Regions from separate parts of the Mus musculus genome. Here regions 2 and 3 are each linked to region 1. A link is a contact called in public Hi-C and HiChIP or PLAC-seq data. All regions are on one chromosome and are shown on one strand. The core of a region is the stretch at or near the end of the contact, and the rest is flanking DNA. Distances in the headings are between cores, read along the strand shown.

What was found. A called contact is a pair of places that touch in the nucleus more often than the background predicts. HiChIP or PLAC-seq counts read pairs in DNA pulled down with a chosen protein or histone mark.
Region 2: an H3K4me3 HiChIP or PLAC-seq map of neural progenitor cells shows a contact between it and region 1, with 4 times the contacts expected there. The contact joins the enhancer-like site here to the promoter of Ptprz1 in region 1. A contact is called at or near these places in 2 of 39 promoter capture datasets (embryonic stem cells and maxillary cranial neural crest), 5 of 484 Hi-C or Micro-C datasets (muscle stem cells, nephron progenitors, neural progenitor cells and 2 more) and 3 of 115 datasets of contacts at active chromatin or transcription factors (neural progenitor cells, neural stem cells and neurosphere).
Region 3: a Hi-C map of neural progenitor cells shows a contact between it and region 1, with 3 times the contacts expected there. The contact joins the enhancer-like site here to the promoter of Ptprz1 in region 1. A contact is called at or near these places in 2 of 484 Hi-C or Micro-C datasets (nephron progenitors and neural progenitor cells), 3 of 115 datasets of contacts at active chromatin or transcription factors (astrocytes, embryonic stem cells and stem cell-derived neural progenitor cells) and 1 of 9 other capture datasets (pancreatic islet).

Annotation. Positions count from the first base shown.
Region 1 is chr6:22,874,142-22,876,813 of GRCm38.p6, reverse strand. It overlaps Ptprz1 (protein tyrosine phosphatase, receptor type Z, polypeptide 1), which reads right to left and starts at 1,312. Exons shown (of 30, transcript NM_001081306.1): 1 at 930-1,312. The coding sequence starts at 987.
Region 2 is chr6:22,832,889-22,835,560 of GRCm38.p6, reverse strand. No RefSeq gene overlaps it. Among named protein-coding and RNA genes, the nearest start is that of Ptprz1, 41 kb to the left of the region's middle. Within about 2 kb of position 1,295, at least 43 of the 459 cell types and tissues checked have an H3K27ac peak or open chromatin away from gene starts, as enhancers often do. A contact at or near this core is called in neural progenitor cells, neural stem cells, neurosphere and 1 more, where this site is marked.
Region 3 is chr6:22,921,679-22,924,350 of GRCm38.p6, reverse strand. The region is part of intron 1 of Ptprz1 (protein tyrosine phosphatase, receptor type Z, polypeptide 1); the gene reads right to left. Among named protein-coding and RNA genes, the nearest start is that of Ptprz1, 48 kb to the right of the region's middle. Within about 2 kb of position 1,295, at least 24 of the 459 cell types and tissues checked have an H3K27ac peak or open chromatin away from gene starts, as enhancers often do. A contact at or near this core is called in astrocytes, neural progenitor cells and stem cell-derived neural progenitor cells, where this site is marked.

The DNA of each region.
Region 1 (2,672 bases), core at 63-2,562:
AAGTGCATGTTTAATATATCCTTTATTATAAACGAAATTTAAAAGTGGGGCTATAGGACTGATGGGAGCTAAACAGTTATACTCACAAATCGAGGTACACATTCTAATTTTTAGGTCAATGTCTTCCAACAGGCATTTGAAAGGGGCTTTTAGTAGTTAAAATAAGGAAACAAAACAACAAACAAAACAAAAGACAGGTTTTACTTTTTGTTTTCTTTTTAGAAACCTAAGTCTGCACCCTCATTCCCAGTAAATATTCACACCGTTGACTGCAGAGAGTAATATCCACTTAACACTTGTAAGGTTCGGACGCCTGCGAAGGTGCTGTGTCCCTGTTCGCCCATCACCTGCAGCTCTTCTCTCTGGAAGCTGGGGGCAGAATGCTCATAGAGATTTGACTGGAACTTTTTTGTAAGTGACTGCCTGGACTTGAACGTGACTAAATTGAAAGTACTAGAAAAGTCAGGTCGATGCTTGTTCAGCTCAGTGCCTTTCAGGTGCGTGTGCGTAATTCAAGACAGACACGTGTGCCTTCCGTTCAAGTCCACAGTACTACAGTGGCAACATAGAAAGGAACGTTTAGGTCGCAGCCCCTCGCCACTGCTGTAGTGTATTTCTAGTCACCGACTCATTCTCTTATGTAGGTCTACAAGGCTATTTCCACTTTTTGCAATATGGAGAGCACGCATGCGAGGGGACCCTGACAGGCGGCGACCTCCTGTGTCTAGGTGTCCTGACCAAAGGAGTCTCAGTAGAGGGACCCAGCAGGTGGTAGTTGAGGGGATGAGGGCGCAGCCGGTGCAAGTGACATCGAAAGGTTCGGGATAACTCTTCTTGGGGTGCTACCCAATGTTCTGAAATCCCCCACCCAAGCTGCGTCCCAGAGACTGAGCCCCGCGCGGGTGCCCCGCCGAGGTCCTATCACTTACCCAGGCGACACAGGCACAGGAGCTGAACGCACGCGAGGAAGCTCTGCAGGATTCGCATCTCCAGCCCGGTCCGCGGCCCCTCGCCAGCCGCAGGGGTACAGCTTAGGGTACAGAGGGTGGGGACACCGAGGCAGGGGACGCCGGTGACTGGCCAGGGTCTAGGTGAACGAGTGATAGAGAGAGAGAGAGAGAGAGAGAGAGAGAGAGAGAGAGAGAGAGAGAGAGGAAGAGAAGAGAGAAGAAGAGAATACAAGGCTAGGCGGCGCGTGGGTGCGGGGACCGAGCCTGGACCAAGCGCCTGGCTTCAGGCGGGACGCTGTCCCCTGCCTGAGCGGGCTGCAGCGGCCAGGATCTGAGCGCTCGCAGCGCAGCGGCGCGGAATTGCGGGGACGCGCTCCGGGCTGGGCACGCGCAGTGCGCGGGGGCGGGGGAGCAGGAGCGCAGGCGGGGGCCGGGGTCGCGCAGCAGCAGAAAGAGGGGCGTGGCGGGGCCCAGCCTGTCCCAGCCCCGCGCCCCTCCCCCGCCCAGGGCTGGAGGTGGAACCCGCTGGGGCTTAGAATCTTCGCGGTGAAAAAGGTCTCTTCATTAAGGCTCCTTCACCCACTAGGAAGACACAAGAGGAGGCTGGGTCCCCATTGTCCCGCACAGCTTGGGGCCGACCTTTTGACTTCACCCCTGGGAAAGTCTTTTTTCTTTGTTTATTGTCGTCTCTGCAGTTACCAAGATGGTCCTATCCGGAAGGGTTGAAGGGGGCCTGGGTAAACTGAGCTCTCCCCGCCCCCCTTTCCATTTTCTTAGTGAGTAAAGTAGTTCCAGCTCCCATTACCATTAGGGTAGTTAAGTCCAATCATTTGCAGCACTACTGTGACCATTTGGTCCTGGCTGACCCTTCATTAGACCCCAATCATTCTGTCCTGCTCTGCGCGGCTGTGGGGAACTGTCAACACTGCCCTGGTCCTGCTGGATGGAACTCCCCAAGTGTCTCTTTGCACAGGGTCCTCCTGTAGAAAGATTTTTTTTTTTAATTGCTAGATTGAAGGGTACACAAAAGAAATATAATACACACCCTGTGCTTCCTCGGAGCTGAGCATGTCGTTCTTTCCTTAGGAGCCTGTTTCTATGGAGGTGTTTGTTTGCTGTGTAGGAGCGTGAGTGCTATAACCTGAACTCCTGACTTGGGGGGCGGGGTAGGGAGTTGAATAGGTATTCCTGAAATGTTTGTTGAATTATGTTGAGGTCCACATGAAACAAGTTAACTGGTGGTGATGTCAGTCAATAGCCTAAATACATCGACCTAAATATTTGTGAGATTTTCATATACACGATGGGGTTTAGTTATTTTACATTTTACACTGATAAGAGACTCTATTCAGAGCCTTTTGGGAGTCACATTCAAAGGCAGAGAAAACCAAGTTCCGGAACTATCCCTGGTACCGTTTGATGTAGGGATCTGTACAGCATGTACTCTTGTGTTCTGTTATTGTCTCAAAGCCAGTGCTGTAGCTTTATAAAATACAAAGGATGCTTAATGCATACAAATTGGAATTCCAAGTCTGTTTCAGCTGTGACTACCCGTTCTCACAGAATTCCCACCGCCTCTGAACACTGGGGTCAATGGACAGAGCTAATGATGCAGCTTGCTATCGATTCGTGGATGGTGAATGCATGTCGTCAGGAAAGGACGGGTCTTGAAGCTAGAGTGTTTGTTTAGGAACACATATCGGTATAAGAAGTTGACCCTTA
Region 2 (2,672 bases), core at 46-2,545, 41 kb after region 1:
ATTTTGACTTCTGAAGGTTGCAGGGAGCATTATAATATCTGACTACAGGGATATCTTTTGTGCAAAGAAAAGGTCTAAATGAATACTTAACATGCTTTCAAACAGTTCCTATCATCTTATATGCCAAAATAGAAATTGAGTACGAGTGTCCACTTTATCAGGACCTAGAGTGGGCATCAGGTATGTGCGTTGACTACAGAAAAGATCAAAGAAATTGAGCATCTCATCTGTGATTGCTTTTCATGCTATTCTTTCAAAATGTGAGAAAATAAGCCATGAGATAAAGACTTTTGAAGTACCAACAAAAACAGAAACTAAAATATATGTACATGTTTATATATTAAGGGAAATCTGCATATATACTTAAATTCTTGTGAAAACTTAACATATTGTATCATATACACATGTGTATCAATTTATGTGCATATATCAATAGATGCATATACATATCATTACATCATGTGTTTACATACACATATTTATATTTTCATACACATATTTATATCACATATAGAAGCTATACACCATTGCCGATGTCAAAAAGGCATCATGGGTCAGGTTGATCCCTTGGTGGTTTGCGTAGTCACTTTTCATTTAGATTAGTTGGAAATTGTTGCTCGCCTCTCTTGTGCGACTTCCACAAAATCAGCATTCAGCACGTCTGGCTTCCTGGCAAACAACAGAACATTCAGCTCCTATGTAAGGGAAGAATCCCACCAACGAGAAGGGAGGGCCCAGAATGGGGAGAGTGACAGCTCTGGCACAAAGGCGCAAAGAACGTTGGTTCAGAAGGAGGGTGGGAGAGTGGAGCCCGCATCCATGCCACTGCCTCGCAGAGATCTGCAACTGGCACTTACTTGGCCCATAACTGTCTGGGCGCTGACCTCGGCCGTTTCACAGAGGCAACCTTCACGCGAACAGGAACTGTTTCTCAACAATGCCTCCAATACACTTGCTTACACATTCTTCTTTCTCCTCTTGTAAAGGGAGAAAATACATGGGAAAGCGTATTCTATTTTTCCATTTACCTCTTGTCTCCTTGTAAGGCCCCACTCCTGGTTCGCTGTGGGAGATTTCTTATATGCCTCACATGCCCTTCGTAGTCCTCTAGAATGTGTAAACAAAATTTAATTATAGGACATCACAACAATGCCTTTTATTAGGTCACTGCATTTCTTTTCAGGTCAAGGGCATAAAATAACTAGTTTTCCCTAGAAGCCTTTGTGCCTGATGTCATGTGAGGTAATGTCACTCCGAGTGAGGCGGTCTCTCCCTGGAAGACTCTCTTCTGTCCTAATGGACCTTCTTCATCCACACATCACATTTTAAAAATGGCTGTGATGTTCGCTTTTTTGCTTCCATGTATATGGGCCATTAATTATCTCTAATTCAGTATTCTCATTTCTCATGTGCTGATAATCAGAGGAGCCAAAAATATACATGATATATTGTATTTGGGGAGGGGGAAGCTCTTGTTTGAGAGAATGGGAGATAATTTTATACTCTTGTGGTTTGAAGCATTAATTCAGTGGGAGAGAGTAAAAATGAGAAAGTAACCTTGTTTGTTGATTAATGCAGAAAGACAAGCAACAGTTTCAGCTCTGGAAAGAAAAAGTATATTTGAAGAGTTCCCATGCCTGTGCATGCATGCATAGTAGGCTGCCGGCTGCGACTGGTGGTCAGCCCATTCAAACGTTTCAACTTGGAACTCCCGTGAGAATAATGTGCTTTTGTGCCTGCTAGCTCCGCGTCAGAAAGGGCTTCCCCCTCCCAGCTGGCATTGGGCTTGTACTGAATCACTGGCTTTTTTCTGCTTTTCTTCGTTCTCTTGGGACATTAGTGGTGATTATCAGTGGCTCACTGTAACTGGTAAAAATGGGAGGAGTTAATGTGAGGAGCTGGAGGGAAAAGTTAAGGGGAGGAGCTGAGGATGGATATGATCAAAAGACATTGTGTGACATTCCCAAGGAATGAATAAAAATATATTTTAAAAGAAAAGGCTGTTCTAGAATTAATTTTCAAGGAATGTGAAGGCAATACCTCTGCTTAGGTTTGAGCTGAACTCATTGATCATGCTTCCCAGAAGTAGAAGGTAGTGTCCTGGTTAATAAATCAGATATTATTGTCTTTACTGATAGCCAGATTATGCTATGAACCTTGGAAATTTGTTTCTACTACATAATCAAATACTTTAAATTTTTTCCTCTAATTTCTAAGATTATTTTCTACCTTTACTTTTCTCCCTCCAAACTCTCCCATATCTGCTCTTTTCTCTCTTTTGAATGCATGGCCTCTTTTCTTCATTAATTGTTCTTACCTACGTATACAGGTGTAATCCAAAATAAATAAATACAGCCCGCTCTGGCTGTGTAATGGTTCTTATCTGTATATGTTTTCAGGGCTGACCATTTGGATATCCAATTGGTGTGTTCTTTGAAGAATTTTATTTCTTCTGCTGTTGGAACTTCTTAGTTGCCTGTAATTCTTTGAAGAAGACAAAGGCCTCATGAGCCTTCGAAGCCCCAACCTCATTAGCACAAATATTGTTTCTGTCCTCCTCATTAGCAGATGTTTAGGAAACCATGTTGGTGAGACTTCTTGAGTACAGTTTCTAAGGCAATCTTAAAAGCAAACTTCCCAATCTTCTGGCTCTTACTCTTTTTCTGCCATCC
Region 3 (2,672 bases), core at 46-2,545, 48 kb before region 1:
CCAGGTCTAATCATGTAGCCGCAAAGGGAAAGGGGATGTATCCTTGTCCCGCCCGCTGCGTCATGGGGCACTTGCAGCACATGCTAAGTACCTGACTTTATTACCTGAGTTTATTCTTTCTTTGGATAAAATCTGTTAACAAAGCCAGGTGATGGTGGCGCATATCTTTAATCCCAACACTCAGGCGAGAGGTTAAGTGGATCTCTGGAAGTTCAAGGCCAGCTTGGTCTACAGAACAAGTTCCAGAACAGCCAAGGCTACACAGAAAAACTCTGTCTCAAAAAACAACCAAACCAAACCAAACAAAAACCTGTTAACAAGCACAGGGACCCTACTGCTTTCTTCAGATGTCATTCAGGTCTTAGCAGCAGCTCATCATAGCCCTTAGGAAACGTTATCCCCAGAGGTGAAGTCAGATTGGCTCTGGATGGTCTTTTTGACTACAATAGCACTGAAAACATTGTTTCTATAATGTTTACATCTGCCTGCTGAAAAGCCTGTTTTGAAAAGCAGAGACACCCTATTTTATTTACCCTCCAGTGGATACTCAGGTAGTTTCCATTTGGGGTATGAGAGAAATGGTTTGTACAGGTAGTCATTGACAAAGGCAAAGCTCTAAAGCAGAGCTTCTGTTCCCCCATTCATCCAGGATTAAGGGGCTATTCATGACTTTTCTAAGGTTCTGTCTTCTGACCAGGATCCTTGCATAACTTTAAGGGAAATAAAGGAAAGCAAAGTCATGCAGGAACCCAGAGGTCTGCAGCAACCCGGAGGTCTGCAGCAACCCAGAGGTCTGCTAGCACAACTGAAATGAGTCGGTTATAGAAGATTGACTGGACAGGAGATTTCTCCTGGCAAGCAACCTGATGTTTCCCCCTAAAATTTTGCATCCACACTACAAGAAGTGATTTCTAATCTTTTATTAAAGCATCTTAACTGTATCACTTTAAATGGTAGTACTTTTTATCATATAGAACCATTTTGATGATTTGCCAGCATCAGATACCGTGCAAAAACTAACTGTACTTAACCAGTGATCCTTTGAAGTCAGTGTAACAGTAAACCCTTGCTTCAACATTTTGTTACAAACAATTACAGCAAAATGTGAGCCAACTTTTGGCTTTCATTTCAGGGCTTCATCACCACACAGTGAGTATTTGTCCTGGGTTTCTAATTACACACATTAGGGAAGCATTTTCAATACAAGATTCCCAGGTGTTGGTAGCTCTCATCAGCCCCTTTATGTATTGTTCCCTTAATTGTTACTTCATACAATGCTGTCACACATTCATATGCTAATTACCCAGACCTTGGGCGTGAGAGAGTACCCCACTTTAAGAACTGAGCTCTGAGGCCTGATAGATGAGATGTGATAGCTCCAGTGAACAGGAAAAGAGGAATGGCTCACTTTTTTTCTGGCATTATATACACTGGAACACAGTAAATCCTACATAAGGTACAATTTATCAAAGTGCTTAAACATTTACCATTCATGAACATTATAAATTATAGACTTGTTTTCTTTTTTTTGTGCAGATTTTAGTTTTTGTAGCTTTGACATTTTTATTTTTTATTTTTTTCTTTTAGATTGAAAATACATAGTACGTGTGTACTGGCTTGTTTTATGTTAACCTTACACAAGCTAGACTCCTCAGAGGAAGGAAACTTCAATGGAGAAAAATGTCTCAACCCTAACTAATACAGTCTGTTTAAAATCTGTATTGTAGTTATGAAAGTAGGAGAGAAATTCTAAGGAACCATATATATGAATGTAGGTAAATAAATATGTTTCCGGACAACTTATTTTAAAGGCTACTCTGAAATTTGTTATGAAAAAAATGTTTTTTTTTAAATGGAGTGAGTTTTGACTTAAAAATTTGAAAGAGATTCAGCTTGTATACACTCAAATAACTTTAAACATTTATTTTTCAGCCCATTTCATCTTAGTCTTCCCTGAAGAATCAATATAAGGGGCTCAGTGGATAAAAGCACTTGCTAGCAAGAATGATGATCTGAAGTCAATCCTGGGATTCACATAGTGGAAGGACAGAAACTCCTGAGAGCTGTCCTCTGACTTCTGCACAAGGACCATGGCACAGACAAAAGTTTAAAAATAAAAAACAAACCTTTCAAACAACCTAAGAGATTAAAATAGGAATATACATATAAGCATACACACAACTATATGTTTACTACTCTTTATACTCATATAAAGCAACATTTTACTTTCCTTAATAATTACCATTACTATTTACCTCAAGTTTTTTTAAATTATCTATATATTTTTATTAGGTATTTATTTCATTTACATTTCCAATGCTATCCCAAAAGTCCCCCACACACTCCCCTACCTACTCCCCCACCCTCCCACTCCCAATTCTTGGCCCTGGCATTCCCCTGTACTGAGGCAGATAAAGTTGGCATGACCAATGGGCCTCTCTTTCCACTGATGGCCAACTAGGCCATCTTCTGATACATATGCAGCTAGAGACACGAGCTCCAGGGGGTACTGGTTAGTTCATATTGTTGTTCAACCTATAGGGTTGCAGATCCCTTTAGCTCCTTGGTTACTTTCTCCAGCTCCTCCATTGTGGGCCCTGTGATCCATCCAATAGCTGACTGTGAGCCTCCACTTCTGTGTTTGCTAGGCCCCGGCATAGTCTCACATGAGA